Regions from separate parts of the Mus musculus genome. Here regions 2, 3 and 4 are each linked to region 1. The links are chromatin contacts, called in public HiChIP or PLAC-seq and Micro-C maps. All regions are on one chromosome and are shown on one strand. Each heading gives the region's core, a stretch centred on a gene start, on an enhancer-like site or on the middle of the called end of the contact. The rest is flanking DNA. Distances are from core to core; before and after follow the strand shown.

Region 1 (7,603 bases), core at 1,733-4,232:
TAGGCTGCTCACAAGCATCTGTAATTCTAGTTCAAGGGGATCCAATGCCCTGTTTCTGACCTTCCAGGACACCAGGTATGTATGTCCTGCACATACATACATGCATGCACTCATACATATAAAATCATTTCTTTATGTACATATGGGAAAGAGGCCACTGGTTAGCTAGCTGCCCATGCCCGATGGACAGTCAAGATACGCATACACACAGGGACAGCACTAGCTGAACTTAGTGGGGTTTTTTTATTTTTTATTTTAGAGAGCCTAGGGGCTGGAGAGATGGCTCAGCAGTTAAGAGGATTGGCTGTTCTTACAGAGGACCTAGGTTCAATTCCCAGCATGCACACCACAGGAAGGCTCATGAGTTATAACTCCAGTTTCAGAGAATCAGACATTCTCTTCTGGGCTCTGCAGGTACCAGGTACACACATGGTGCACAGACATTATGCAAGCCAGTAAATCACCCAAACACATAAAAGAATTTCCTTAAAGAAAAAGATCCAGGTGTGATAACACAAGCCTGTAATCCCAGCATTTGGAAGGCAGAGGCAGGCAGATTTCTGAGTCCAAGGCCAGACTGTCTTAAACAGTAAGTTCAGGTCAGCCAGAATTATACAGTGAGATACAGTTTCAGATAAATCACTGGAGGGAAGAGATAGGAGATAGATATGATCACATTTCATTTTTTATATTATGAAATTCTCAAGGAGTAGACTCAGTGGTCAAGAGTCAAAACTGCTCTTGCAGAGGTCCTGAGTTCAGTTCCCAGCAACCACATGGTGGCTCACAGCCATCTATAATGGGATCTGATGCCCTCTTCTGGTGTGTCTGAAGACAGCTACAGTGTACTCACATAAAATAAATAAATAAATAAATCTTTAAAAAAAAAAAAAAAAAAAAAAAACACATGCTATGTGGGGCTGGCAAGATGGCTCAGCGGGTAAGAGCACTGTCTGCTCTTCCAAAGGTTCTGAGTTCAAATCCCAGCAACAACATGGTGGCTCACAACCACCCATAATGAGATCTAACATCCTCTTCTGGTGCGTTTGAAGACAGCTACAGTGTACTTATTTATAATAATAAATAAATCTTTGGGCCTGAGTGAGGGGTTGATCAGAGCGAGCAGAGGTCCTAAAAAAATCAATTTCCAACAACCACATGAAGGCTCACAACCATCTGTACAGCTACAGTGTACTCATATACATAAAATAAATAAATAAATCTTTAAAAAAGAAATTATCAAGGAACCAAAATTTTAAGTGTTTTAAATATATATGTACTACATTTTCTTGTAGCTTCAAGAGGCATCAACTATAGTCTATCCTTGTTGGTCACACTCTCCCCTCTCTTCATAACCGAAGCTCCTGGACTACACAGTTTACACACATGCTCCTACTCTAGCCCAGACCCATCCTGTGATCACCACTATTTGACAGCTGAGGATACTGAGGCTGGAAGAACTCAGTCAGAGGGCTAATCAAGGGCCTTTGCAGCCCACCTGACTCCAGGGCCTGTGGACTTTACCTTGTAGCCATCTGCCTTCTCCACTGTCTTCCCAAGGGATAACTCCTTGGGAAGGCAATCAGAGCTATTCTCACTCTAGCCTGGGCTACTTCGGGAAATCCTTTTTACTTTTCTCCTCTCCCTTTCAATTCCACCTCTGCACTTCGATGCCCTCGGTTTTCCACGTACAGTAACCCTATGTTCTCCAATACCATATTTAGTTTGTGTCTGCCCTCTCAAAGTCATGTCTTGCTCACCCTGCCCCACACTGCATCCTCCAAGCCTCTGTTTAAAAGTCAGCACCTACCTTCCCATGGCCTTGTTAAGTCCCTTCTCTTCACCCCCATTACTCTTTATACCCAGTTAGAGTTAGTTCATGCATCGTTTATCTTTATTGCACCTTATTGGTTTTTTTCTTGGAGCTGAGGACTTGCACTTGCTAAGCAAGCACTCTACCACTGGGCTAAATTCCCAACCCCTCATCTAATTATCAATCTCTGTACACCTGTCTCTTTCTCGGACAGGTTTTGAAGGCACTGTTTGATCTTTTTCATCCCTAATTTCACAAACGTAGCACACATTATAACACTATCCAATGCATAACTGGATGTGTTAAAGTATCCTTTAAGAAAGTACTTTTCCCAAAACATAAAATCTAAACCTGGGACTCAAAGGGATCCTCTTGTAACTACTATCCCACGTACAGCTGGTTAGTTTACTAAGGTTGCAGGGATAGTCACAGAAAATGAGGAAGTGGGGGGAGCCGGTTTGGGTGTGTTTATGTTTTAATTTTACTTTTGAAATGCTAAAGAAAGAACCCAGCAGGAGAAAGCATAAGCTGCTTGCCTAAAACTGCACCTCGCAGCTAGCCTGAGGCTGCGCGGGTCTGCGCCCTGGGTCACCCTCGCAGGCAGCAATCCGGGCAGCACCTTCCCACCACGCCCGAGCAGAACCCCTGGGTCCAGTGCCCAGGACACGCCCTGCACAGTCAGTTCTCCTGCCACCTCACCCTAGGCCGTCTTCCCCAATCTCAGTAGAACTAACCGGTGGAGGAGCTGGGTGGGGCTCCCCTGCCGCAGCGCCTAGCGAAGGCAGAGGCCTCCAGGTTTCTACCCGCCGCCTCCGGAGCTCGAGAAGGCTCGGGCGCCAACCTTGCTACCAGCCATACAGCCAGCTGCTCTTCCGGGTCCGTGCGGTCCCAAGCCACCCGGCGCACCCGCCCGGCTGAGCCCCTGGGAAAACCCGAGCTTGGTCCCTCGCCCGCGCACCCCCAAGCCCTCGGCACTCACAGCCATAGTGCGGCCGGACCACACCCAGGCCATCAACCTCCTCCGCGGCGGACATGGCGGCCGAGTCCAGGTCTCCGGTGAGGAAGCGCAGAGACCTTGAAGACGCGGGCGACCGTAGCAGCAGTAACTCCTGCCCAGTGCGCGGGCTGTCGCTGTCCTCAGAGCCCCGCCCCGCGCCATCGGCCCCACCCTGCAGGTCCCGCCCCGCAGACCCCGCCCTTGAGTCCACGCCCAGCTGCGCTCCCCGGAGCGAGCGGAAGGGGCGTGGTCAGTATTACAGGACCCGCCCCTGCCCTCTTCGCTCTCCACTTGCGGAAGCGAGGAGGCGGGGTGCTGTAGCGAGTCCCTAGGCCGGCTTGGTCCGTTGTCCCGACACTCCTCCGCTGTCGCCCTATCTGCGGCTCTGACTAAAAGGCCGCCAATGTCTACAGCTTGAAATCCAAATGTTTTTAGGCGCCTGCCTTCTCCTGACAACTGAGTTAACCCCCTCTGCACCGCGGCTCCTTCAAGGAGCCGTTGCAAGTGGCCCAGAGTGTGATTATTGGAAGCAAGTAGGACCCACTGTCAGGAAAGACTCCCACTCCTACTCTCTGCTACATTCTGTCAATCTGACCTCTGTTCTCCCCAACAGTGCTAAAGAATAGAACTGCTCAATCTCTTAAACTGGGGGATGACGATGCTCACGCGGAAGAGCTGTTTATCAGCTCTTTACAATCTGCAAGATCTTAGGGGGGTTATCTTGACCCTATTAATAAGGATGCCTCGTCTCTTTACCCTTGTGATCTTTTAAAGTGCCAGTATTCAACCGAATTCTATTCTGAACCAGCCTGGATTGGAGTGAATCACTGGCTCTAATAATAATAATAATAATAATAATAATAATAATAATAATAAAGTAAAAGTCCCATTCTCAGGACTCTTACCCTCACCATAAACAGTTGATGGCTTCTACTTACAATCCAGACCATCTAGAAGCCCCTCAGTAGTTCCAAACTATCTAACGTGCATTTTTGGACCTCTCACAGACACTAAAACCTGTCAAACGTTGATCCTGTTCCTGCCCCACTCTCTGGAAGTGTTCCATCACCAGTCACACACACACCCCAGGTTCCTCGACTCACCTCTATTTCTGAAGCATCTAGTTTTGTTTCTGTCCCCACCTGTGATAACACTTTTTTGATCATCATAATCTCTATTCTCACTTGTGCCAACCAGATCATCATGATTGCCAGCATGCTCTTTCCAAAGTACGGAGTTCTTTGGGAAGGGGGACAAGTCTCACTATGTAGTTCTGGCTGTCCTGGAGCCCACTAAATAGGCAAGGCTACCCTTGAAGATCCACCTGTCTCTTCCTCCTGATTGCTAGAACTAAAAGCATGTGCCACCACACCCAGCTTCCGAGTTCTTGTCATAGATGTAATTTTTCCTGTTACTCCCTTCACAGTGCAGTTTGTGTACTTTCCCATGCCAGGTGGGCACCTTTACAACCCAATTCCAGGCTCTTTGTTCCAGCCATTTTCAATTTACTAGCTCTTTCCTTACAAACTTTCTTCTTAGTTGGGCATGTTGAGGCACGACTTTAATCCCAGCACTCAGGAGACAATAGCAGGCAGATCTCGGTGAGTTCAAGGCCAGCCTGGTCTACATAGTGAGTTCCAGGACAGCCAGAAATGTGTAGAGAGTGTGTCTGTGTGTCAAGATAAATAAATGAAAAGTTAAGAACTTTATATAGTGCTTAGGATACAGCCCATGCCCTGACATGCGCTAGTCAAGCCCTCTGCCACTAAGCTACACCCATAGCCCTGAGCTCCTAAAGGAAGAAGATAACTTACAATCTATAAGCAGCTGCACTACACCAGTCATCTTAGTACTCTTGGGGCAGAGGCAGAAGTCCTCACTGCAAGTTCGAAACCTGGGGTAGGCAGGTGTGTACAAGATTCTGTCTATAAAGAAACAGGAAAGAGAAAGCATACAAGAGGGCAGGGGATAAAACTCAGAGGCAAAACACTTACTTGCCTTGCATGCATGAGGCCCTAGTTCTATCTATGTACGTATGTGTGCCTTGTGGTTACCTGGCATCTGAGGTCAGTGGAAGGTAGGAGATCCCCTCAAACTGGAGTTACAGTTGGTTGTCAGCTACCATGTGGGTACTGGGAATCAAACCCAGGTCCCCTTATCAGCTCTTAACTCCAGCCCCAGTGTATGATGCTTTGTCTATTCATGTGTCTCTGTTCCATGTGCATTCCTGGTGCCCTCAGATGCCAGAGAAAGGGATTAAATCCCCTGGGACTGGAGTTACAGCCAATTGTAACCCATCTGGGCACTGGGAATCAAACCCCAGTCCTGTGGAAGAGCAGCCACTGCTTTCCCTCCGTCTCTGAGGCATCTATCCAGACAATACCAGTAGCTTTTTGAAAACCAAACAATTTGGGTTACACTCAGTAACTTGGTTACTTCTGTATCTTCAAGCATTTAAAAGAATGTCTACAAAACTATATTTGATTTTCTTTTTAATTTATCCAATTATCTAATGGCAAGTCGAGAACTACCTGTAGGTTAATAGTAAAGGGGTCACATGGGACAAAGAGACAGGTGTCTTCCTATGTTAGGATGAGGGTTTTTTGTGTGTGTGTACAGCTCTAGGTGTATAATTCGTGAGGTTCAAAGGAGGGCAGTCCAGGTCCTATGCTATACAATTCTAGGTTAATAGGAGCCATCTTGAATGTGAGAATTAGTCCTGCCATCTCTGCTATGAAAATTAGAGCAATTCTGGTCTAAGGTCACTGAGCACAGGGTTGAAGCTCTTTAGGGCCACTCCAGCCTGGCCTGCCTTCCATTGTGATTTCCAGCCTGGGATTTGTAGAGAGACAGATACAAAGTCTGTGGTAATGGTTCCTTGGGAGAGAGAGGGCAGGAGGATCAGGAGTGACATGTAACTATTTCAGCTCATCTTTTTACCTTACTAGTATATGAGTCCATAGGTGGGCTGCCCTTGAACTATAAATGGCAATTAAGAATAGAGAATACGGAACTGGATATTAGAGTTGATAGCCCCTGGTCTTAGAATGGCTCTAATCACCACTCAGCATGGAGGTACACATACATTAATCATAGCACGTGGGAGGGCTAAGACAGGAGAATAGCAAATTTGAAGCCAGCTTGAGTCACATAGTAAGAACTTGTAGCAACACAAAGTAACAAATGAAGAGATTCTTTTCAATTTTTTTGATGCTGTAAAAGATACATGATCAATAGGAACCAGACTTCAAATTTTAAGTTGTAATTTTCTTCCTTGGGCTAGAGATAGTGAGCAGATGTCGTGCTGAAGGATAGCATCCCTACTCTGGGCAGAGAGATTAAGCCGTGGCATCTGCACATTTTTCAGCTCACTGTGTTTTCAACTTGTGTGGGTGGTCTGAGACATGCCACCATACGCAGAAGAGAATCTGCAGTTCTTTAGTGGGAAGCTGGGTGAGCAAGAGACATCAGGATTTCTGAAGTGATGTTTAAATGAAGATAAATTCTGAACTCACAAATTATGATACCATTTTTGCTTTAAAATATAAAGACATCCAACGGCAGTAATACACACCTATAACCCCAGTCCTTGGGAGGAAGAGTCAGGAGGATCAGGAGCTCAAGGCTAGCCTTTGATACATACTGAGTTTGAAGCCAGCCTGGGATACCTCGGACTCTTTCTAAGAAGAAGAAAGAAGGAGGAGGAGGAGGAGGAGGAGGAGGAGGAGGAGGAGGAGGAGGAGGAGAAGAAGAAGAAGAAAAAGAAGAAGAAGAAGAAGAAGAAGAAGAAGAAGAAGAAGAAGAAGAAGAAGAAGAAGAAGAAGAAGAAAGAGAGAGGGGGGGAGAGAAAGAGAGAGAAAGAAAGAGAGAGAGAGGGGGAGAGAAAGAGAGAGAAAGAAAGAGAAAGAAAGAAAGAAAGAAAGAAAGAAAGAAAGAAAGAAAGAAAGAAAGGAAGGAAGGAAGGAAGGAAGGAAGGAAGGAAGAAAGAAAGAAAGAAAGAAAGAAAGAAAGAAAGAAAGAAAGAAAGAAAGAAAGAAAACAGTCAGGAATAGTGACATGCATCTGTATAGCCCTGATCTCAGGAGGCTAAGACAGAAGAATAATAGGTTCAAGAACCTCTCTTGGTCAGAAGGGAGAGATTTGGGGATGATGGTGTGCTTGTCTTTCATGCCTAGAGGCAGAGACAGGCAGATAGCTATGAGGTCCAGGGTAGCCTGGTGTACATAGAGAGTTCTAGACAAACCAGAGCTACATGATGTGATCCTGTCTCAAAAAAGAAAAGAGAAGCACCCAGGACAATATATTAACAGTAGTCTCTCTAGGTAGTGAGGTTACTGGACTTGTGGACCTTGTTTGTTTACGTCTCTATGTTCTTTACAGTGAAATACTAGAAATACAATATCACAGTGAACACAAACACAAAGAAAGTTCATTACATACCAAATCAATCCATAAGTAGGCATCAAATGGCAAAATAATGAGCTATCTGGTCATTTTAGGAACTCACATGGGTTCATGACCTCAAGAGATCTATAAGCTGATGGGAATGGGCAATATTAACACAATGGCTAGAGATAAGCACCCATGACAGAGGTTTCCCTTGGCCTGTGTACTGGCTAGTTTTGTGTCAACTTGACACAGCTGGAGTTATCACAGAGAAAGGAGCTTCAGTTGAGGAAATGCCTCCATGAGATCTAACTGTAAGGCATTTTCTCAATTAGTGATCAAGGGGGAAAGGCCTTGTGGGTGGGACCATCTCTGGGCTGGTAGTCTTGGTTCTATAAGAGAGCAGG
Region 2 (7,603 bases), core at 2,245-4,744, 460 kb before region 1:
GGGCGCCCTCGTAATCCCCGCATTTGAACAGCTCGTTGCCCTCCTTCCGCAGCTGCTCGGCTGAGCTGGCCTGGAGAGAGAGAGAGAGAGAGAGAGAGAGAGAGAGAGAGAGAGAGAGAGAGAGAGAGAGAGAGAGAGAGAGAGAGAGGGAGAGAGAGAGAGAGAGAGAGAGAGAGAGAGAGAGAGAGAGAGAGAGAGAGAGAGAGAAGAGAGAGAGAGAGAGAGAGAGAGAGAGAAGAGAGAGAGAGAGAGAGAGAGAGAGAGAGAGAGAGAGAGAGAGAGAGAAAGGCGTTGGGCAGAGCAGCGCGCCTGGGAGAAGAGCCGGGTCTTGGCCGAGTCCCGTGAAGGGCTAGAATAAGGTGACGGCGACCAGGTGCGAAGGCGCATGTGTGAAAGGGGAGATGGCACAGGAGAATCAGTACGCACCCCGGGGTCGGAAGGTCGGGGCTCGGGGGTCTCCGGGCCACTCACAGTCATCACGAAGCTAAGCTCCAAGAGCCAGTGCAGGCGCAGTCTTTAGAGCAAAGGTGTCCCTGGGATCCGCGAGATGCCGGCGACTGCCCCGCCCCAGCAATGCGTCAGTGTTACGCTAAACAAGGCGAGGCCAAGAAGTGGTTGGGTCTGTGCAAGGGCGGGGTACTCGCGTTGCGCAGGCGCAGGCTCAGGCTCAGGGCTGCTTCACGAGCGCCTAGTCTGTTCCCACTGGAACCTGTAGAGGGCGCGCGGAAGAGGCTCTAAAGGAAAGGCGGCGGCAGCCGCTGGAGTTTTGTTTTTCTCTCCGTCCCCGACCACGGCAGAAGTGCACGAAATCTGTAGTCATCAGTGCCATCAGCAGTAGAGTGTAGATGCCCAGTGCTAGGAGCGGGCCTGGACCCCTGGGGAGACAGGAGAGACTCAAGGTTGTCTACTGGCTGCTACAAGTCAGGGTTTGCAGAGCCCAGAGTCCCACGAGAGCAGGGGATAAATACAGATGCATACACATATTTTGCATACAAATCTGGGAGCTCGCAAGTACCTTGAAGACAAACGCGGCAGATTCAGAATTAAACCTCCTACTACAATGTGTCCAAGATTAACAAATCCTCTTTATTAACACCGTCCAAACCCCTTAAGACAAAGCAGCTTCTGTTACTTGTTTTCATTTACAGCATTGGTTGTAATTATGATTTAGTGACTTCCTCTCCACTAATCTGGAAGCTACAAGTCTCCCACTGCAGAATTCAAGGACAGTGCCCAAGACACGGGAGCACTCTGCCAGTGTTCTGCGAATCCGGGACTAGAGTTCTTACCTGAGGATGGGTGGTGGCTGAAGCGAAGACAAGTTAACTTGGTACAGGGCCTCAAATTCATCCAGGGTACAGCAGGAACCCCCGGCAGCCTGCAGGTGGCAACAGTAGGCTTCCTCGGGAGTGTCAGAGAGGCGCGGACAGAAAAAACCAGGGTAGTGGCCGCCTTCTGCATCCCGTGTAGTCTGGCACAAATGGGGGTGGTGAGCCAGGGCTGGAGAGAAGCAAGACGTCTATAGAGAAGGGAGGTTACCCACATCCCCTTCACCCTGCTCAAAGTGCAAAATGGGGTCCAAGTCCCAAAGAGAAGAGAAGAGGAGGCTCTCTCCACCCCTCACCATCAGATCTCCCGTACCCCAAGTCACCCTCAGAGGATAGGGAAAGTATTATACCTGAGAGGTCGGTTGGCTGGGCAAGATTCATCCAACTGAAAAGCAGTCCCCCACACAGGCCTGTCAGCAGGAGCCCTGGACCTCTCCCCTGGAGGCCCATAAGAAGTCGCCTCCACCTCAGTCGTAGTCCTAGGAATCCAACAGGGGTTCTAAGCCCTGGCTACAGACAAGAAGGAAGCTGAAATTAAAGTCCCAAGATTTGCAGGGGTGAAAACTCCTCTATTATAAGCTTGTGGAGAGATGAGAGTGATTGGGTCCTATCATCTGCTGGGAAATGTGAGGCCTTTGGCTCTAAACTGCCTATGATTTCCTAAGCAGAAGGGAGGAAAGGAATGCCAGGAGAGAAAAAGTTGAGCCATTGTCAAAAAGGAAGAAAGAAAGAAAGAAAGGAAAGAAGAAAGAAAGAAATGAAATGAGCGTGTGAAGCCAACTGTGTTTCTATCTACCCATTCCTCAATTTCTAGGCTGCACGGACACCTTGGGGGATATGGATTATTCCATTTTAGACCCCAGAGACCTCTGTTCAGCCTGTGGGGCATCCCTCTGTAACTGCAGCGCCATGGCAACCACCAAGCCTGTCAGAGAGTCCAGTCATTAGGCTTTCCCCTGAGCCTTATCTCCCCAGCTGCCAGCCCAGACACAAAAGCTACCTGCCTGGTGGAATACACTTAGCAGCTGGCTGTCTCCACTTCTCAGAACCCTTTGGGGAGATGCCAAGGTCTTGCTTATCCCTCATACTTCAGAGCTGCCAACGCCAAGACGGGATTTCTCCAGAAGATCCAAAGCTCGATGGCCGGTAAAGAGAGAAGGATTGTTCCAGTGCCTACCCAAGCTAGGCAACACTATGCTCCTGAAACCGCGGGGACAAGACTCACTACCTCAAGGGCCCAGAGCAGAGGTCTGGGGACTGAAGCAGGCTCCCTCATGATTCAAGAGATGAATGCAAACGGTTTCTGTAGAAACAGTGTTGTGTCCCAGGAGCCCACATCTGAAGCAATTAAGCAAGATCCAACTCTCCAGGTCAAATCCTAGCATCTCTAGGGCCAAGATGTTAGGTTCAGATGCCCAAGATAACAGAGACTGACCCTGTGAGGAGAGCGATGTTTGGAGCACGTTGAAAACGGTCTGGGTGTTGTGCCAGGCTGTAGATGGCCTTTTTCTCGTGGAAGACGCTGTCTCTGCCTCCCAGGCTAGATAAAATGGGCTTTCCCCCCACGATCCCACGGCCACCCGTGCCTTCCAGCTCTGTACCCAGCACTCTGTGAAACTATCACTTTTGGTTTTGTCTCCCTTTTCTGCAAAGACTGTTAGTTCTACTACGTCCTGGGGCATGGTGGGGAGAACGCTGCACCAGCCGCTGTGATTGTTGAAAACTTCTATATCCAGGATCTCGGTCTTTAAAGAACCTCCGTTGAGAATGGGATGATGGTTCAGTGGGTAAAGTGCTTGCTGCACAAGAATAAGGACTTGCATTCTTTCAGATTATTGCAATAGCCAGGTAAAAAAGCTGGGGATGGCAACCTACGCCTGTTGTACTGTGGAGGCAGAGACAGGAGACTCCTTGAAACTCGTTCGGTAGCTAGTCTTGCTAAATACCTGGGCTACAGGTTCAAGGAGAGTCTTTGTCTCCAAAAACTAAGGTGGAGACTTATAGCCTCTATAATCCACACGCACGCGCACACACGTTGGGGGAGGGGGGATGAATGAATTACAGCTTGTTAGAAATAGTTCCGTTCTCCGAGCCTCCGAAGCGCCAGGCGGCGCTATAGGTGATTTGTTCGGACTCCGAAGCTTCAGTCCCTCGCGCCACCAGCGCAATGGGCTCGGAGGCAGCTCAGCTGCTGGAGGCTGCTGACTTCGCCGCTCACAAACACCGACAGCAGCGACGAAAAGATCCTGAAGGGACTCCCTACATTAATCACCCCATCGGTGGGCGCGCCAGTTGGGAAGCAGCCCTCGCGGCCCGTGGCGGGTGGGGACTAACTGGGACGGGAACACAAAGCGCATATAAATTACTGAGCGCCTTCTTCGAGTCCCAAGCGTTGTATCAACCACTTTTCATGCGTTATGCGTGTAAGCCTCACCTGGGGTAGAAGGCAGGAGTGCTCCCTTGGTACAGTCGATATCCCAAGAGGGTAAGGGACTTTCCAAGGTCATCCAGCTGGTGAGGTGCTACATCTGGCTCCTTCTAGACTGACTTCTGCTTTGCCCCTGCCAGGTGTAGCCCGGATCCTAACCCATGAGGCTGGAATCACTGATATTGTGGTGTTACAGGTAAGGCTACCCTTCTCTGCCAGGAGGCTGGTGCGGGAAACCAGAGTACTGTTGAACAATGGGTGCTATTTATTTGGCTAGTAGGTTAGTGTCACTGGGCTGAATGGTAACCTATCCCCAGGCCGCCCTGCTCCATGACACAGTAGAAGACACAGATACTACCCTGGATGAGGTAGAGCTGCACTTTGGAGCACAGGTTCGACGCTTGGTGGAGGAGGTAACAGATGACAAGACTCTGCCCAAACTGGAAAGAAAGCGGCAACAGGTGGAGCAGGCACCACACAGCAGCCCAGGGGCCAAACTGGTGAAGCTGGCAGACAAGCTATACAATCTGAGGGACCTGAATCGCTGCACCCCTACAGGTATGCTCTCCTACTGGCTCTGAGGAGAGAGGGGGAGGGGATGGCCAGCTTCTGAAAATACAGGTTGGTTAGATTCCCAGAAATAAGTCGGGGGGTAGAGTGGGGAGGGGTGGTCGTAACACCTCCGACTAAACCTCTGTCTTAGTCAGGGTTTCTATTCCTGCACAAACATCATGACCAAGAAGCAAGTTGGATCTCATGGAGGCATTTCCTCAACAGAAGCTCCTTTCTCCGTGATAACTCCAGCTGTGTCAAGTTGACACAAAATTAGCCAGTACAATTGACCCCTTGTCAACTTGACACACAAAAACATCACTAGTAAGCCTCAACCCTTACAATCTTATTCATCCCCAAGATCTAAATAACTTTAAAAGTCCCACAGCCTTTACATATTCTTAAAATTTCAATCTCTTTAAAATATCCATCTCTTTTAAAATCCAAAGTCTTTTTACAATTAAAAGTCTCTTAACTGTGGGCTCCACTAAAACAGTTTCTTCCTTCAAGAGGGAAAATATCAGGGCACAGTCACAATCAAAAGCAAAAGTCAATCTCCAACCGTCCAATGTCTGGGATCCAACTCACGATCTTCTGGGCTCCTCCAAGGGCTTGGGTAACTTCTCCAGCCAGGCCCTTTGTAGCACACGCATCGTCCTCTAGGCTCCAGATGCCTGTACCCCACTGCTGCTGCTGCTCTTGGTGGTCATCTCATGGTACTGGCATCTCCAAAACACTGCATGACCCCTTCAGTCCTGGGCCTTCAATTGCAACTGAGGCTGCACCTTCACCAATGGCCTTCCATGGCCTCTCACAGTACCGAACCTCAGCTGCTTTGCGTGACCCCTTCATGCCTTCAAAACCAGTACCACCTGGGTGACCCTTACATATTACCAAGTCCCACTGCAGCAGGAGTACATCCTTGGCCATCTCTGGAACACTGCCTCTTTGTGCTTTCAGAAAACACTTCCCAGAAGATGTCACCTCAATGATGCTGGTCTCTTCTTAATCACCGCTAATTTCTTAGCTCCAGCTAACCAGCATCAATAGTCCCAGTAATGCAAAGTTTTTGCTTGGTAGTTCTGGTATCTTGTTAATCACAGCTGATTCTTCAGCCCCAGCTAACCAGAACTACAGAATCTTCACAAACAAAACAGCAATGGCCCTGAAAAGAGTCTTTAATTTTCCCTCTGAAATTTCACAAACCAGAGCTCCATCTTCTGCAGTGTTCTCAACATTATCTTCCAAGCTCCTACATGACATCCGACAGAGCTCTTAACAACGGATGGATCTTCAAGCCCAAAGTTCCAAAGTCCTTCCACAGTCCTCCCCAAAACATGGTCAGATTGTCACAGGAATACCCCACTCCTGGTACCAATTTGTCTTAGTCAGGGTTTCTATTCCTGCACAAACATCATGACCAAGAAGCAAGTTGGATCTCATGGAGGCATTTCCTCAACAGAAGCTCCTTTCTCCGTGATAACTCCAGCTGTGTCAAGTTGACACAAAATTAGCCAGTACAACCTCCTAGAATAGTCTTCTTCCCTAAGGTGGGAACAGAGTTGCTGGGTCATGGAGAAGTTGTCAGATCATGCCATCGCAACTCACGGCCTTGTACCAAAGCCTGCCAGGAAACAGGCAAAAGCCGATGCTGCCCTTGACACCACACAAGCAGGTTTCTGTCCACTCTGGTGCAGGATGGTCAGAACACCGAGTCCAGGAGTACTTCGAGTGGGCAGCCCAGGTGGTAAAAGGGCTTCAAGGGACAAACCAGCAACTGGAAGAGGCACTAAAGCAGCTGTTCGAGGAGCGAGGGCTGACGCTCTGAGCCGTTCTCTGTGCCATCCTGCAGCATGGCTCCAGCAAGGTCCAGGAAAGATGGGATTCTTACTGCAGCGTTCCAGAGCCTCCTCATTTCCCACATTCCATCACTCAACCCTGACATCACAGGCTAAAAACGTCTGTGTTTTTTCACTAAGGTGGGCCCGGAATATGGAAAGCAGATATGCCCCTCCATCCAGGCACTAACAGCCTTTCTTTAAGTCTTGGGTCTGTTTGCATGGTGAGACCTCTGGCCCCTCAGGGACCTAAGATTGGAATAAGCGTCCGTGGTTTAGTCGTGGAAAATAAAGCACTTAGGTAAAGGCTTAAATTGCTGTTCTTCCTTCTCTGGTCTCCCGAAGAGGACCCACATGCTAAATAGTCATTTCCCATGTCCTTTGGGTTAAAAGCATCAACCCTTGGAGCCTGGCGTCCTTATCAAGTGGGCTGGACTATGTCCTTACGAAGGTCAGATGATGCAGTTGTGGGATGGCAGATATACTGGGAAGGAATGCCACCACTTTCTGGCAACTGACTGGCAAAGACAGAAATCCCAGTAACATGAGGAAGCCTGGAAGACCTTAGTGCTCCAACACCAACTGCAGTGATTGCTCAATGATTCATAGCCGATCCCTGGACCCTTAAAAATTGCTGGCTAAGTCACAAGAGCTTCCGGGTATCCGGAAGAGCGGAAGTCCTACAGTGTGGGTGTGGCAGAGAATTTTCGGGGAGTTGGATTTCGCCCTCTATCATGTAGGTCTGAGATATCCAACTCAAGTTTGTCAGGCTTGGCGGGCTGGTGCCTTTACCCACTCTGCCGTCTCACCTCACCTTCAGAGCCCCTTTTTTTGGTCTGTTTTTGTTTGCTGGAGGGGCATAGGGCCCCCACAGCCATTCTACAATACTCCTGCCTCTGCAATAAAGCACAACCATACCAAGGCTCTCCAGAAGGCTTCTTAAATCTCATTGGCTATACAAAAATCTAGTTTTTACACTGAAGCTAATGTTAAGCTGCACTTGAATTTCCCATTCCTAGAAAAACACCTGAACACATGCACACACTATACACACACACACACACCACACGACAGGGCAGCCATCCTCCACCCTCTTCTGGCTCATTATTTTTTATGCCTGTTGGTCTCTCAAGGCTGGTCCTTCCTGCTTCATTTTTGCCCTTGGCATGGTGTACAGCAATCTTTTCACGCTTTTTGAGTCTAGCTGCTTTCTGCTCACGTGGTTATCTTTGGCTGTTTCGACATCCTCACCCTGCCCCCACCCTGCAGTGTCTCTAATAGACATGCCTGGGTCAGTTTTGGCCTTTGAGTGATATTCAGAGCAAACAGGCAGGAGACAGATGGGGTCTTTAGGAGTTTTAGGGTTTTCGGCTTTCCTCCATAGCCCTTTTGGGAGGGACATAATTCATCTCCAGGGCACAGTGAGCCTCATTGCTTTGGACCATACCTTCAGACGT
Region 3 (7,603 bases), core at 1,936-4,435, 350 kb after region 1:
CGTATCTATACCTCCACACACACTTCCTGCTCCCAGGAAGGCGTTCTTGTGGCTTCCAGGTATTGGTTGCTTTTCTTTTCTCTGTGATAAAGCACCCTACAGAAACAACTTAAGGAAGGAAGGAGATGCCTGTGGACCCACAGTGTAGAGGTACAGGCTATCATGGCAGAGAGGGCCTGGCGGTGTGTGTGAGGCAGCTGGTCACAATGTAGGAAGGGGTGTGCGGAAAATATGGGTGCTCAGCTTACTTGTCTGTGGGTGTAGGACTGAGGATGGGAGGGGGATGAGCGGCGACAGAGTTATGTGACCGAACCCAGCTCAGGCAGTTAGACTCTGGAGACCAGCATCAGGGCACAGATCCGAGATTATTACCCAGCACATAGGCTTAGATACAATGTTTGAGCCAATCCCAAGCCCCTAAATCCTTGGCCAATCATCTCTCACCACACTGTCACTGGGCTCCAATGAAAGTCCCGTCTGATGAGGTTACTCAGAAGAAGTGGGAGGAGTTAGGGGAAGCAGCCAACCCCTGGCCGCGGTTCCTTTTTGTTGGTTCACCGGTGTTCTACGAGCCATCTTATGTCTAATGCTGACTACAGCAGATCAGGACTTTCTGAGGAGTCTCAGGAGCCTGAGGCACCTCGCTCTCTATCCCACTTTTTCCCTCACAAGGTTGATTTCCACATCCCCTATAACGTTCTACTTTATGTTCATTCTGGAGCCCCAGCCTACGAGATAGTGTATCCACATTCAGGGTGGGTGGGTCGTCCTTCCTCAGTTACACCTCTCTGACCACACCCTTACAGATGCACTATGGAGCGTATTTCCACCATGATTCTAAGCCCAGTCACGTTGAACATGAAGATTAACCATCATACGCCCATCTCCCCGTCCTGCAAAGCAGTACCAAGAATGCTAGGGCTCCATAGCTGGATTAGATAAAGAGTAGCCCAGACTTCTACACAAGCCCCAAAGCAAATGCCCAGTGAAGGCTCAGCCCCTTTGTGCAGATCGGGCTTGCATCCCTTCCCAGGCCTCTGTTTGCTTCCCTGGAAAATAAGAGTCCTTTCTGTCTTAGGTTGTAAGCACAGAGGGGGAGGTGCCTGGGTGTGAGGAGCACGGTAAGTGTCAACACACACGGGTAGGGTAGGGTGGTGGTATGCAGGTCCTATCACAGAGGAGGGAGGACAATGGGGCCCAGAGAGGCTCAGCTGACTAGAAACCCACCCTCTGTCTCCTCTGAGATTCTTCATCAAGAACCATGACCTGTCTCAAAACAAAACAAAACAAAACAAAACAAAACAAACAAACAAAAAACCTGTGACCATCACCCAGCCGCCACCGCGGCAGCTCACTGCTTGCCTTCTGACTCTTTGTAGACTGAAGCTCCACTGCTGATCCGGCCCTATCTGGCAGATATGACACTCTCTGAAGTTCACGTTGTCATGACTGGAGGCTATGCTACTATTGCTGGCAGCCTCCTGGGCGCCTACATCTCCTTTGGGGTAGGTAGAACTTTTCTCTGCTGGGCTATGCCAAAGCCCTGAAACTGCCTTTCTGGAAGCCCCACAAGCTCCTAATCACAGCAGTCATGGGATGTCCCCTCTCTGTCTCAAAGCCCAGCTTTGCCTGAGCAAGGCAGGCTTGCTGGGCTAAACTACTTGGTTAGACCTTTTTTTTTTTTTTTTTTTTTTTTAATGGTTTTAGAGTTTTATTGTAGAAAGGCGGGGGGGGGGGGGAGAAGGTAGAAGGAGAGAGAGGCTGGCCATGGCCACTTGAAGAGAGGGGGAAGGGAGAGAGAAAAGGAGGGCTAAGAAATGTCAGAGCTTAAAGAGAGCTGGCTACACTTTTCAAATGGCCCCTGGGTCAGATTCCCAGAATTCCATTTACTAAGCTCATATTATGTATCAGGCACTATGCTGGGTGCTTTAATATCCCCGTTTTATAGATAAGCAAATTGAGGCTCAGAGAATAAATTAATGGTTAAAGCCAGGATCTGAACCCAGATCTGACTCCAAATTTCATGCTCAGTTTTCCATAGGCTTTCCCTGGGGATCTGCCCTCCTAAATGATGTATATCATAATCCTCTCATGGGCCAATCCAGTATTACAAATTGGACCCTAAATTCACATAGGCAGAGAAAAAATTTACTTGTGTGTGTGTATGTGTACACATTTTTTCTTTTTCTTTTTTTTCTTGAAATTATTTATTTATATTATTTATATTACTTTTTCTTGAAATTATTTATTTATTTTATGTATCTTACATACACTGTAGCTGTCTTCAGACACACCAAAAGAGGGCATCAGATCCCATTACAGATGGTTGTGAGCCACCATGCAGTTGCCAGGAATTGAACTCAGGATCTCTGGAAGAGCAGTCACTGCTCTTTACCACTAAGTCATCTCTCCAGCCCCAATTTCATTTTTTAAAAAGAGCTCAGGGGCTGGTGAGATGGCTCAGTGGGTAAGAGCACCTGACTGCTCTTCTGAAGGTCCAAAGTTCAAATCCCAGCAACCACATGGTGGCTTACAACCATCTGTAATGAGATCTGATGCCCTCTTCTGGGGTGTCTGAAGACAGCTACAGTGTACTTACATATAATAAAAATAAATTTTAAAATCTTTTAAAAAATAAAATAAAAAGAGCTGTAATCCTAGCACTTGGGAGGCATAGGCAGGAAGATCAGAAGTCCTTGGTCATTAACTATATGTAGAACTGAAGGCTATTTTGCCTCAAAAATCAAAGAAAAAAACCCTAAACATAGGAAATTTGAAACCCCAAACTTTGTTGGTAAAACGGTTTAATAGTGACATATATACACGCTACCTGCATATCTTAAGGTCTTTAAACATCTTAACTTTGCTCTGGGCCTTGTGATCTGTTTTAAAAATCACCCCGTGTTCTTTCTAGACACATGAGCTTTGCAGACACCTCTAGTCATTAACTGGGACTTAAAAGGCAAGGAGGTATCTTACCACACTAAAAGAAATAAAATAAAGCCAAAGGAGGTGGTGGCACACACCTTTGATTCCAGCTCTTGGGAGGCAGAGGTTGGCAGATCTCTGAGTTTGAGGCCAGTCTGATCTACAGAGGGAAAGCCCCAGGCGGCAGCCATAGCAGGGTCTGGGAAAGCACCTAACAGAGGGACCTTCCGCTCTACTTCTTCTGTCCCTGGCTGCAGAGAGGCTCTCTTCTGCCCCCTGCCGGGCCTTAGCTGTCACTGCCTTCCCAAGGAGCCTCCCAGGTTCTTTTCCTTTGTTTTGTACAGCTGGCTTTTAAACTCAGGACCCCATATATGCTAGGCAAGCCATTGAGCCACACTCCCAGTTCATGGTCTCTTTATTTCCAAAGCGTTTTTACTATATTGCTTGTGTATGAGCACAGGGGCACACGTGTCAGAGGCACGCTTGTGTGGGTAGGAGGGAGTCAGTTCTCTCCCTCCACCGTGGGTTCTGGGGATTGAACCAGGGCTTGTTATGACAAGTGCTCTTACCTACTGAGCCATCTCAATGGTCCCCTCAGTCCACAGATTTCTCTTTGTGGCTCAGCCTCTGACCCTTGGCCACATCCTTTCTATTGCAGGTATTTGGATAGTAGCAGGACCTGTCCAACACAGTAGCCATGAACTCCTGAGTACTTGAAACATGGGCAGTTTAAGATGAGGTGTCCAGTATTCTTTCTTCACTGCTCAAGAGCAAACCCAGGGCCTCAATCCCAAATGCTAGGCAAGCCCTGTACCACTGAGCTAAGTCCCCCCTTTTTTTCTTAATGTCTAACTAAGTTACTTAGACCGCCCTTGAACTGGTGACCTCCTGCTTCTGCCTCCCAAATAGTCAGTGTTACAGACTGGTACCCCCAGCCTGGCTTTCTTTGCACTTTTAAACATGTGACTGCTGGCCACAGTAACCGTGTTGGTGCTTTTCTGGGTGGTGTTACATGCTATGTAGGCCCATCACCTGGGAGGTAAAGAAGAAGGACCACAAACTTGAGGTCACCATCAACTGCATAGCAACGTTGAGGTTAGCCTGGGCTACACAAGACTGAATCTAAAGAATGTAGCAGGAGTGAAATTACAGATATGGTCTCTGTTGAGTTTGTATTGGACAGTGCCAGCCTAGGTCTTCTCTTTTGTCACACAGCACCAAGTGTCACTTGACTGAATCATTTCATTATGACCTCCACATACATTTCCAATTATGCTGTTGTTCCAAAGGCTCTAGGATAGATACCAACTTTCTCTGCAAATCCAAACAAGCTGGTCTCTCAGTGCAGAGGTCTTGAACCCAGGCTGGTCATGGTAACATTCAGGAGTTGGTCACTCATGTTTCCTATTGATTTGCCCCTCAAGGGAAACAAGGATTTGCAAGATCCTGTACTCAGGATCAAAGCGACTCTGTTGCTTAGTTTCCATATCTGTAAATGAACAGACGTACTGTTTACCTGGCCACAAAGGATAGATGAAAATGGTCAGAAAACACTTAGCATGGTGCTGAAAAGTGACCATATTAAGATCAGAAGGTGGGCAGTGGTGGTGTACTCCTTTAATCTCAGCACTCGTGAGGCAGAGGCAGGTGGATCTCTGAGTTTGAGGACAGCCTGGTCTACAGAGTGAGTTCCAGGACAGCCAAGGCTATACAGAGAAACCTCGTCTTGAAGAACCAAAAAAACAAAACAAAAAACAAAACAAAAACAAACAAACAAACAACCCCCCCAAACCAAAACAGACCAGAAATCTCTCCTTTGTTTCCTTTCTCACTAAATACCATTCTGCAAGGTGGTGTGCTCATGTCCTATTTGTAGAGGGTGGAGGGAGGCCTGGGTGGCTGAGATGGAAGGCATTCCTGACTGTGCTCCTGGACGCAGGGCTGGGGGAGCTACAATAGGCTGGTGTGGGATGAACCAGCACCAGCTTCACTGCCTGCATGCAGAAGTCCTGCATCTCCATCAAGAGCAGGAACGGCCACTGTGGGATTTGAGGCTGTGGCCATATGGCTCTGGAATGTGTGTCCCCCCTAAAATCCAAGCTTACAAGCTGGGTGTACTCTTCAAGCTGAAGGAAGAGGTCAGGGTCTAGACTGGCAGACGGAGAAACCTCCTATTTCAGGCGTGGCAGTGTCCACGATGGTGCTGAGCTGCCAGGGAGGAGACAACTGAAGCCCTGAAAGTTCCAAGAGGGCACCACCCCGACTGCCCTCCTCCAGGAGGGATCAGGGTGCTGGGCTTGCCATCTAGTGCTGGTGGCAGGGAAGAGGAGTTGGGCCTCTTGATGGTTCGTTCGCATGGTGTGCAAGCGAGCTTTCTGTTACTAGGACAAAGTGCCCCAGAGAGAGTTGAAAAATGGAGATGTATTTTACTTATGATCATGCCTTTAGAGGTTTCCACCCACTTTGCCCCATCTCTGTGGGCTTGTGTTGAGATGGATCATTGCAGAGGCGGTGTGGTAGAATGGTTCTGTCCACCTCAGTCCACCTCAGGGCAGTCAGGGACGCAGAGAGACAGAAAAGAAGAGTCTGGGTGTAAGATGTACAGGCATGCCCCAGTGACCTACTTCTCCCAGCCAGGTTTTCCTCACAGTCAGTGGAGATGGATTGACTCATTGGTGAGTGCAGCTCCCTCCAGGCTCTGAGGCAGCTGAGGACCAAGCCTTCGTGAGGGACTTCATTTTCACACCCTAGGCGGTTTCTGCTTCTGAGTAAGGAGAAACAAGTGGGGTTTAGACAAAGAAGGAGGGTTTCAGGGCCTGAAGCTCCAGGCCTTCAGCTTCATGGATTCCTGTCTGTTCCCTGAGAACAGATGCCCTCTGCCTTTATTAGCCTGAGCCCATGTAACCTCACCTCCCGTTCTCTCCCTACTCCCGCTTGAGGCAGGGGCCTCACTGTGTAGCTCTGAATAGCCTGGAATTCACTCTATACATTAGGCTGGTCTTAAACTCACAGAGATTTGCCTGCCTCTGCTGAGACTAAAGGCATATGTCACCATGTCCAGAGAAGGGCATCTACCTCAAGCTGCCTGATGTGGGGCAGGGAACTGAACTCAGGTCCTCTGCAAGACAGCAAGAATTCTTAACTATGAAGGCATCTCTCCCTCCCCCATCTCCCCACCCTGCCCTTTAAAAGCAGAGTCTCATGTTTCTAGGCTACTACATAACCAAGGATGCCCTTGAATTTCTGATCCTTCCACCCAGAGTGCTAGATTTACAGGACTGTACCCTCCTTCCCAGCTCACGTAGTAACTGGTGACGGAACCCAGTGCTCCCTGCATGGTTAGACAAACACTCTGCCCGAGCTGCATCATAGAACTTTCTACTTAAAATCTAAAAACTGCTATTGGCTTACTGCAAAATTTAAGGAGAAAAGATCTATTTTGCTTTTCTGTTTTTTTTTTAAATAGTATAGAGTTATGGACCTATTGAAAGATATCAAAAAGCACCAAGAAAGAAAATCACTTCAAACCCAGCTCCCCGGAGACAGCCAGTGTGCTGACAGTCAGGGGCCCTTCCTGGAGACAGCCAGTGTGCTGACAGTCAGGGGCCCTTCCTGGGGACAGCCAGTGTGCTGACAGTCAGGGGCCCTTCCTAGGGACAGCCAGTGTACTGACAATCAGGGGCCCTTTCTGGACATCTTCTGGGCAATTTGGTGTTTGTGTTTCCCATAGTTACAGTCCTGCTCTTCACGCAATTTTGTGGGCACTTTCCCACCTTACTGCACTACTCTGAGAAGCATCAATTTCCAGAGACCATTCTCAGGATGGCTCAGTGGGGGAGAGCGTCGGTTGCTCTTAACAGAGAACCCACATTCTGTTCCCAGCACCCACATGGCAGCTCACAATCATCTGTGACTCCCGTCTCAGGACATCTGAGGCTCTCTGCTTGCCTCCACAGGCACCAGGCTCGCATGCTCCACTTGCATACGTGTAGCAAAACGCCCATTGACACAAAACAAATAAACAAATCCTTAAAAGAACAGGCTATTTGCTCCTTGTTAGTTAGTTAGATGGTTGATTCTGATTTCAGTGTGGTGAGTAGCTAAGTGGAGGGACGGCTGTTCATCTATCTCGGGAGCAGTGAGACTGTGTGTTCTGGAAGTGCCCCACCCCCTCAGAGCTGGTGGTGGTTTATGATCTTGCTGGAGTACTTGTCCAGTGTGATTTATAGAGACAGACCCAGTGCCTCCGTGCTGTTGAAAGAGGCCAATTCCCTAATACAGGAGTGAGACAGGCTGCCTTGCAGTGGTGAGTTCCCTGTCCCTGTAGGTATTCAAAAATAGGAGATAGGGGTTATACTCCTTTACCGCACAGAAGCTACGCAGAGGTAGGGATGGGCTAGCTGCTTCATCCATCCCAACTCAGTTCTTGTAGAGGAATTTTAATCCAGCAACATGGCTGCTCTGGCAGTGGATCACATCCAAAGACCTTCTAGGTCTGTGTGACCTGGCTGGAATGACACACCTTTAAGTAGAGGAAGAGGCTACGTGACAGCAGTGCAGGGAGAGACGGGGTGGGGGAGGCGGTTTTACTGGGACACTTTTACAGAGACAGGTTGCAAGTGAAGACAGGGTGAGCCAGAGAATAAGAAGGAGCCAGACGATTAGAACATATTGT
Region 4 (7,603 bases), core at 2,839-5,338, 270 kb after region 1:
TCACCAAAGGAAGTCAGGACAGGAACTCACACAGGGCAGGAACTTGGAGGTAGGAGTTGATGCAGAGGCCATGGAGGGATGTTACTTACTGGCTTGCTTCCCCTGGCTTGCTCAGCTTGCTTTCTTATAAAACCCACGCCTACCAGCCCAGGGATGGCACCACTCACACTTTGATCACTAATTGAGAAAATGCCTTACATCTGGGTCTCATGGAGGCATTTCCTCAAGGGAGGTTTCTTTCTCTGTGATAACTCCAGCTTGTGTCAAGTTGGCACATAAAACCAGGCAGTACATGTATGTGTGTGATATGTATGTGAGCATGGGGGCAGACATACTGAAGCACATGTGTGGCGGTCAGAGGACAACTTTCAGGAGTCAGTTCTCGCCTTCCATCCTGGATGCTAGGGTTTGAGCTCAGGTCATTAGGCTCACACAGCAAGTGTTTTAAAACCCTGAGCCCAAAGGAATAACTATTTTTAAATGTATGTATGTGTGTGTGTTTGTGCCACATGCCATAGTGTGAATGTCAGAGAATGATTTGGGAGTTGGTTCTGTCCTTCCATCATGTGGGTCCCAGGGATGGGACTTGGGTTGCAGGCTTGGGTAGGAAGCACCTTCACCAGCAAATCCATGTCATGGACTTCAGGAGCAACGTTGTTGTTGTTGTTTGTTTGTTTCTTTGTCTTATCCCTGTATCTCATGATGCCCAGCCATGGTCTCCTACTGAGGCGCACCTACCAATTGAGTCTGTGCAGTTGTCAGGGCTCTGGGCAGCCACAATATCCACATCTCCAGTCGCTGTTGTTCCCTCCTCATCCCACATGGATCCCAGATCTGAGTTCATTCAGTTTTCTGTAGCAGATTAGAAAGAGGTCACCATGGTATCACCAAGAGTGGGTTGTGGGAAAGGGGGAAGGGAAACAGGAGGGTGCCAGGAACTGGGGAGACAGCGTTAGACATTCGATCTCAGTCTAGAGGTGTTCTTGGCTGATCAGTGGCTGAGACTGGCCTTTGTGTAAGGCTGCTGCTGTCTCTGCTTGTCTTAGCGGAGGCAGTTGTTCTTCCTCCCTGGGAGAAGCATTCCCTCCCCCAACAGAGGTAGGATGTGTCAGCCCCGACTCTGGGACCTTGCCAGGCGAAGATGATGTTTTCCTTATGGTTGGAACTTTGTCTCGGGGAGGAAGATTTAGCTGTAGCAGGAGAACAGGGAACTGGCTGTTCTGGGAGGGAAACCCCTGCGGACCTGGAGCAGGAACACAAGACCTACAGCATTCTTTCACTCACTGTGGGGACAGACAGTGGCTGGGCCATCTGACTCCTGGCTCCTGCAGGCCTCTTTAGGCTGGAATGTTACTGTCTGAGACTGCTCATCTCTGCCCAGTGTGGTGGCCTCCCCATCTACTCTCTTCAGTTCTGGGGTGCATTCTGTATTGGGGTGTGTATGTGCACGTATGTGCTTATTCACATGCTAAGGCAGAAGAAGAAAACATCAGAGGTAGGTAGGTTGAAGCCAGGGACCTAATCTGTGATAAGAACCACATTTATTGAATGAAAGAAAGAAAGAAAAGAGAAAGAATCCTATTTTGGGCAAATAAGTCTAATATGAGGACTTTTAGGTGCAAAATGTTATACACTGGCCCTAGAGTCCTCATTGGGAAGAATGCTAGAGAAGGGAAGTTTCTATGTCATTTGACAGCCATGTAGCCCTGGGTAGTAATTCCCTTAGCTCCGGTGGGGCTTGCTTTTCTCCTGTGTGAAGCAGGAATCACAGCGCTCACTGCATAGCAGAGAGGGATTGGAGTCTGGGCCCTTCTGCTTCCTCACTGGTGACTTTTGTAGAAGTCTTAACTCATGAGCCTTAATTTCCTTTTCATTTCCCTTACTTAAAAAAGCCTTTAACTGTTTTAATGCATGTATGCTCCAGAATATTATGTATAGCATGTGTGTAGCAGCGCCCTAGGAGGCCTGAAGAGGGCGCCAGAGTCTCTGGAACTGGAGTTTCAGGTGGTTTTGCAGGACTGCGTGGGGTCTGGGAACTGAACTCCAGGCTTCTGCAAGTGCAGCAAGAGCTCTAAACCTTGGGTGTGGGTCTCGATGTCTTGTACTGGGGATTGTGACTACATCCTTAGGAGCATTCTGATCTGAGAGTAGATGGGACATGCGTGAGGACTGTCTCTTGGCTTCTGGCACACAGTTAAGTCTTCCTCAATAAATGTGAGCAATTTGAGTTCAGAGGAACCAGGGAAAATTCCATATCTGACAGTTAGTTCTCTTAAAACTCTAAACTCCTATTTGTCTGACTCTGAGTTTCTTTAAATTAGGAGTGACTGGAAAAGACAGTGGGTGTCCAAGTTGGGTTCCCTAGGTGAGCCTGCTAGCTGTGCAGCAGACCATAGGCTGTGAAGGGGCAGGGGAAAGCTACAGGCTCAGGTTCTATTTTGAACTCTCCCAGAGTTCATTCTCTCTCTCTCTCTCTCTTTTCCCCTCCCTCCCTCCCTCCCTCTCCCTCCCTTTCCCTCTCCCTCTCCCTCTCCCTCTCCCTCTCCCTCTCCCTCTCCCTCTCCCTCTCCCTCTCCCTCTCCCTCTCCCTCTCCCTCTCCCTCTGTTTGCGTGTGTGTTTGCATATGTGTACCATGCATGGAAGTATGTGTGGAGCTGAGTTAAGGACATAATCCTCTTGAGCTTTTGTGTATTTATATAACATAGTAACCATCACCCAGGAAGTAACCAGCACGTTACAAATAATCTTGTTTTCAAAGCCATTTGTTTTGTTTTGTTTTGTTTTGTTTTGTTTTGTTTTGTTTTTCAAGACAGGGTTTCTCTGTGCAGCCCTGGCTGTCCTGGAACTCACTTTGTAGACCAGGCTGTCCTTGAACTCAGAAATCAGCCTGCCTCTGCCTCCCAAGTGCTGGAATTAAAGGCGTGCACCACCACCGCCCAGCTTCAAAGCCACTCTTGCTATGAAGCCCTGATCCCCATTATTGGCAGAATTATGGGGTGTTCCTGTGGCTCAGGCTCAGCTGTGTAGGCCACTCCCTGTTCCCCTCCTTGTCCCAGGCCTTTGCCCCACTCCAGCCTCTCTTGGACTGCAGGCTGAGGATGTCCCTCCCGGGCAGGTCATGAGGCAGAAGACTCCAAGGCCCTGGTGGGTGAGATCATCCCACAAGATGGTGAGAGCACCTGTGCTTGCCCTAGCCACACGCACAGTGATGTAACCCAGGGCTTTAGCGCACAGTGGAAACACAGGGCTCAGTTTACAGCCAGCACAGCCCAGTTTGTTCCTGGCCCAGCCGGCTGTAGCCCTGCCTCCCCTGCTCCCCGCTGATGTTCGACTTCCCTTGCTTGCCCTTTGCCCTTCCTCATATGCCTCGGATGGGGCTCCCGTGGGTTTGTTTCCTGTTCCTTACTCCTTTGCTTGCTCCTCTGACAGGGGGTTATGGAGGAACCGCTATGCAGGCACTGGTGCAGGCGATAGAGATACGGTAGTGAACACAGGATGGCTCCTGCCCACTTGAGTCTTGGGTCTAGTAGGAGAGATGGCCAAGGAGCTAAGCTAAGGTGTGATTAGTGGCGGGAAGGGGAGGGGCTGGTGACTGGGGGTATGCACCCATGCCTTCAGTATTACTTGATCCAAGACCAAATCCCCAGCCAAGGAGCTCGCTTCTTTCTCTGGACCATAGTTCTCCATACAGTTGATGTATTCATTGGTAAATATTTACTTATTGTGGATTGCATTACCAGGCACTATTCTAGGAACTGGGGATGCAGCATTGACGAACACAGATAAGTCCCCGCTGTCACGAAGCCAATATTCGATATTCTGTGATGGGCACACTGTGACAGACAGGACACACACAAATTAACAAGCTCAGTGTGTCTCATGGCAGTGTGCTCTAGGAAGAAAGATGCAAGACGAGGGAGGACAGCAAGGCTGAGGGGAGAGAGCCACAGGCTCGCACAGGCTGTTGGAAGGCCTCTGTGAGGAGTTAGACAGGAAGCAGAGTGGCGCAGGATGTGGCCTCCTGGGCTGTTAGTGTGAGCCAGCAAGACTGAGGCGGGGGTGCGGCTCACAAATGGGAGAGGGAGATGAGATCAGGTCACTGCCACAGCGACAGGGTGCAGACTGTGTGTGCCTGTGTGAGGTGGGGCTCCTGGGGTGCTCTGAGTGTGGCTGAGAGTAGATGGATCTGAAGTCACACTCTGCTTGTGGCGTTTCCAATTGAAGAGAGGCCACGACAGGGGCAGCGAGGCCATCAAGGAAGGTCTCCCTGGGACCCAAGTGGGGCATGAAAGTGGTGGGGACTAGGATGTGACAGGAAATGGTCAGATCCTGGGTCTGCTCCCAAGGGTGAGCCTGTAGGACTATCTGACAGGGTGAGTGTGAGAAGAAAGGAAAAAGGAGGACTCGGGGCTGTGGCCTGAGCCACACTGGGGGATGGGTTGTCCCCTTACTGAGCTGTGTGTGAATAGGCTTGGGATACGGATAAGGAGTCGGATGGGTCACACCTGTGGCCTGCTAGGCCGTCAAGTGCAGATATGAAGTCAATGTACAGTCTGGAGTTGAGAGGAGAGGGCTGGACTAGAGGTTGCAACAGCAGGGGGTCCTTGCTGCTCCTTGAGCAGCTAAAGCCAGTCTAGGAAGTAGGCAGTCAGGCCTAAGGATCAACGAGCGATTTAGCAATGTGCACGTCACAGTTGACTTCGACGGACAGTTCAAGTGTAGCAGAGGAAACAGGAGTAGAGATGGAAGACAAGGCATAAAAAGCTCCACAGACGGCTTCTGCAGGCTCAGGTGCAGTGGCGCACATCTCTATCCCAGCACTCAGAGGCAGAGGCAGGCAGGGCTCTGTGAGTTCAAGGCCAGCCTAGTCTACATGGTTCCAGGACAGCAAGGCCTATATAGAAAGACCCTGTCTTAATAATAATAATAATAAGCCAAGTGATGGTGTCATGTGCCTTTAATCTCAGCACTCTGGAGGCAGAGGCAGGTGGATCCCTGTGAATTTGAAGCCAGCCTGGTCTACAGAGTGAGTTCCAGGATAGCCAGGGCTACACAGAGAAACCCAGTTTCAAAGAGACCAATAAATGAATAAATAAACAAATAAGTGAATAAATAAAAGATCTCTCTTCTAGTTGAAAGCTAAGAAGTCTCTTCCCCCTAGTTCTCATCCTTTCAGTCAGAGGGGAGAATGCTTTCTGCTTTGACAGATCCTACTTTCTGAAGCTGAGCTGAGTGACAGGGACAGTGCCTCCGGAGGGCCCGGGGCACTGGAACCGTCCAGTCTCTTCAGACAGCTCGAAGCCCTTGCCTCTGCGTCTCCTCCCACTACTTTGGATCTCACCTACTATTATTCAATCTCTTGCTTCCTTGTCAGGATACCCAGAGCCAGAGGTGACCTGGTACAAGGATGACATAGAACTGGACCGTTACTGTGGCTTGCCAAAATACGAGATCACTCATCAAGGCAACCGTCACACCCTGCAGCTGTACAGGTGAGGGAGAGGGGCCGGCATGGCTCTCTGCCCTCCCGAGGGCCCTGCGCTGGATCCTGCCATCAGACCTGGAGTCAGCTGGGTGGAAACGCCCAGGCACTCTCTGGAGTTAGAGGGCAGGGCTCTACTACTGAGTTGATCTACCTGGTGAACTGTGCTTTCTGCCAGTGTCTGGGATCTCCCCAGGCCAGGGCAGACGTGCTTCTGACAGCCACAAGTGAGTGCAACCAGAGGAGGCCCTGACCCTCAGAAACCTTTTCCATGAGGTCAGCAGCCAGGAAAAGCAACAGTGCCGTCATTACTACTCTCAGGGCTGTGTTGGTCACCTGCTTCTGAAGGGAGCTCTTCTGGGCCCCGAGTCTAATCCCTCCTGGGACAGCATGACCTTGGTCAGCTGTCCTCTTGTGGCCTCAGTTTCCTCCGTTGTAGCTGAGGAAATTCATGACGCCTAAAGTAGGGCACGACTTGGATTGGGAGGGAGCCGGTGGTCAATGCCAGAGACTCTGGCTGTGGGGAGGAGCGGGGAGAGATGGCGCCTCATGCTCCTACCTCTAGGTGTCAGGAAGAAGATGCTGCCATCTACCAAGCCTCTGCCCGGAACACCAAGGGCATCGTGTCCTGCTCAGGGGTCCTAGAGGTGGGCACTATGACGGAGTACAAGATTCACCAGCGCTGGTTCGCCAAGTTGAAGCGCAAGGCTGCAGCCAAGATGAGGGAGATTGAGCAGAGCTGGAAGCATGGAAAAGAGGCTTCAGGGGAGGCTGACACGCTTCTTCGCAAGATCAGCCCCGACCGCTTCCAAAGAAAGCGCCGACTGAGTGGAGTCGAAGAGGCTGTCCTCTCCACGCCAGTCAGGGAAATGGAGGAAGGCTCCTCAGCGGCTTGGCAGGAAGGAGAGACTGAGTCTGCTCAGCACCCGGGGTTGGGTTTGATCAACAGTTTTGCTCCTGGAGAGGCGCCCACCAATGGGGAGCCTGCTCCAGAGAACGGGGAAGACGAAGAGCGTGGCTTGCTGACATACATCTGCGAGGTCATGGAACTGGGGCCTCAGAACAGCCCTCCAAAGGAGTCTGGGGCTAAGAAGAAAAGGAAGGATGAGGAATCTAAACCAGGAGAGCAGAAGCTGGAGTTAGAAAAGGCAGAAGGGAGCCAGTGCTCTTCAGAAAACGTCGTCCCCAGTACAGACAAACCCAACTCCAGTAGAAGGGAGAAGTCCACGGATACACAGCCAGCTCAGACCCAGCCCAGAGGCCGGGTAGCACGGGGGCCTGGGATAGAAAGCACCAGGAAGACAGCCTCTGTCCTGGGCATTCAAGACAAGGTCCAGGATGTCCCCGCCCCCGCCCCTGCCCCGGTCCCCGCCCCAGCCCTGGCCCCGGCCCCTGTCCCAGTCCCTGCACCCACCCCTGTTCCAAGCCGCAGCTCAGAGCAGGTGTATTTCTCCCTGAAGGACATGTTCATGGAGACCACCCGGGCAGGCAGGTCCCAGGAAGAGGAAAAACCTCCACCTCCAAGTACCAGGGTAGCTGGAGAAAGTCCCCCAGGAAAGACACCAGTCAAGTCTAGACTGGAGAAGGTACCGATGGTCTCCAGCCAGCCCACATCTTCCATGGTTCCCCCGCCCATTAAGCCTTTGAACAGGAAGAGATTTGCCCCTCCTAAATCCAAAGTGGAGTCAACTACTACCTCTCTCTCAAGTCAGACTTCAGAATCTATGGCCCAGAGCTTAGGGAAGGCTCTACCTTCAGCCTCTACCCAGGTCCCAACACCCCCTGCTCGACGGAGACACGGCACCCGAGATAGCCCCTTGCAAGGACAAACGAGCCACAAGACTCCAGGAGAGGTAAGTGTGGATATTGAGTGCTTAGAGGCTGCTCTGGGAAACTGACCTCATGGAAACTCTTGCTGTAAGGGCTTGGCAGCCAGTGAGTGGTGGGCTATTTATAGGAGGGGTGGGGAAGGATTTAAGTGCCAGCCAAGGGCAAGGGGCCACAGGCATGGCCATGTTCCAGATAGGAGCATCCAGGCAGCACAGCCTGACCATGTCTCTTTTTGTCGGAGAGAATAGAGAGGTTCCTGGCAGAGGGAAGAGGGGGAAGATACTGTTCTC

The links. Hi-C and Micro-C count contacts between places; a contact is called where the count stands out from the background. HiChIP or PLAC-seq counts read pairs in DNA pulled down with a chosen protein or histone mark.
Region 2: a Micro-C map of muscle stem cells shows a contact between it and region 1, with 5 times the contacts expected there. The contact joins the promoter of Hddc3 here to the promoter of Iqgap1 in region 1. A contact is called at or near these places in 3 of 39 promoter capture datasets (hippocampal neurons, liver and pre-B cells), 1 of 484 Hi-C or Micro-C datasets (muscle stem cells), 1 of 115 datasets of contacts at active chromatin or transcription factors (astrocytes) and 2 of 9 other capture datasets (adipose tissue and liver).
Region 3: a contact with region 1 is called in an H3K4me3 HiChIP or PLAC-seq map of bone marrow-derived macrophages, with 4 times the contacts expected there. The contact joins the enhancer-like site here to the promoter of Iqgap1 in region 1. A contact is called at or near these places in 2 of 39 promoter capture datasets (hippocampal neurons and pre-B cells), 1 of 15 datasets of contacts at CTCF or cohesin (the NIH/3T3 cell line), 7 of 115 datasets of contacts at active chromatin or transcription factors (astrocytes, bone marrow-derived macrophages, differentiating embryonic stem cells and 3 more) and 1 of 9 other capture datasets (macrophages).
Region 4: a contact with region 1 is called in an H3K27ac HiChIP or PLAC-seq map of double positive thymocytes, with 3 times the contacts expected there. The contact joins the enhancer-like site here to the promoter of Iqgap1 in region 1. A contact is called at or near these places in 6 of 115 datasets of contacts at active chromatin or transcription factors (bone marrow-derived macrophages, double positive thymocytes, embryonic stem cells and 2 more) and 1 of 9 other capture datasets (liver).

The regions. Positions count from the first base shown.
Region 1 is chr7:80,800,349-80,807,951 of GRCm38.p6, forward strand. It overlaps Iqgap1 (IQ motif containing GTPase activating protein 1), which reads right to left and starts at 2,983. Exons shown (of 38, transcript NM_016721.2): 1 at 2,793-2,983. The coding sequence starts at 2,847.
Region 2 is chr7:80,339,643-80,347,245 of GRCm38.p6, forward strand. It overlaps Hddc3 (HD domain containing 3), which reads left to right and starts at 3,495. Exons shown (of 4, transcript NM_026812.2): 1 at 3,495-3,607; 2 at 3,897-3,952; 3 at 4,074-4,314; 4 at 6,006-6,455. The coding sequence starts at 3,496. The coding sequence ends at 6,136. Unc45a (unc-45 myosin chaperone A) reads right to left here and starts at 577. Exons shown (of 20, transcript NM_133952.2): 1 at 427-577; 2 at 1-70. The coding sequence starts at 477. It also overlaps the pseudogene Gm18310.
Region 3 is chr7:81,152,021-81,159,623 of GRCm38.p6, forward strand. Slc28a1 (solute carrier family 28 (sodium-coupled nucleoside transporter), member 1) reads left to right here. Exons shown (of 18, transcript NM_001004184.3): 11 at 1,380-1,505. Among named protein-coding and RNA genes, the nearest start is that of Slc28a1, 41 kb to the left of the region's middle. Within about 2 kb of position 3,186, at least 81 of the 459 cell types and tissues checked have an H3K27ac peak or open chromatin away from gene starts, as enhancers often do. A contact at or near this core is called in bone marrow-derived macrophages, differentiating embryonic stem cells and memory CD8 T cells, where this site is marked.
Region 4 is chr7:81,071,498-81,079,100 of GRCm38.p6, forward strand. Alpk3 (alpha-kinase 3) reads left to right here. Exons shown (of 14, transcript NM_054085.2): 4 at 5,376-5,493; 5 at 6,049-7,336. Among named protein-coding and RNA genes, the nearest start is that of Alpk3, 18 kb to the left of the region's middle. Within about 2 kb of position 4,089, at least 100 of the 459 cell types and tissues checked have an H3K27ac peak or open chromatin away from gene starts, as enhancers often do. A contact at or near this core is called in bone marrow-derived macrophages, double positive thymocytes, embryonic stem cells and 2 more, where this site is marked.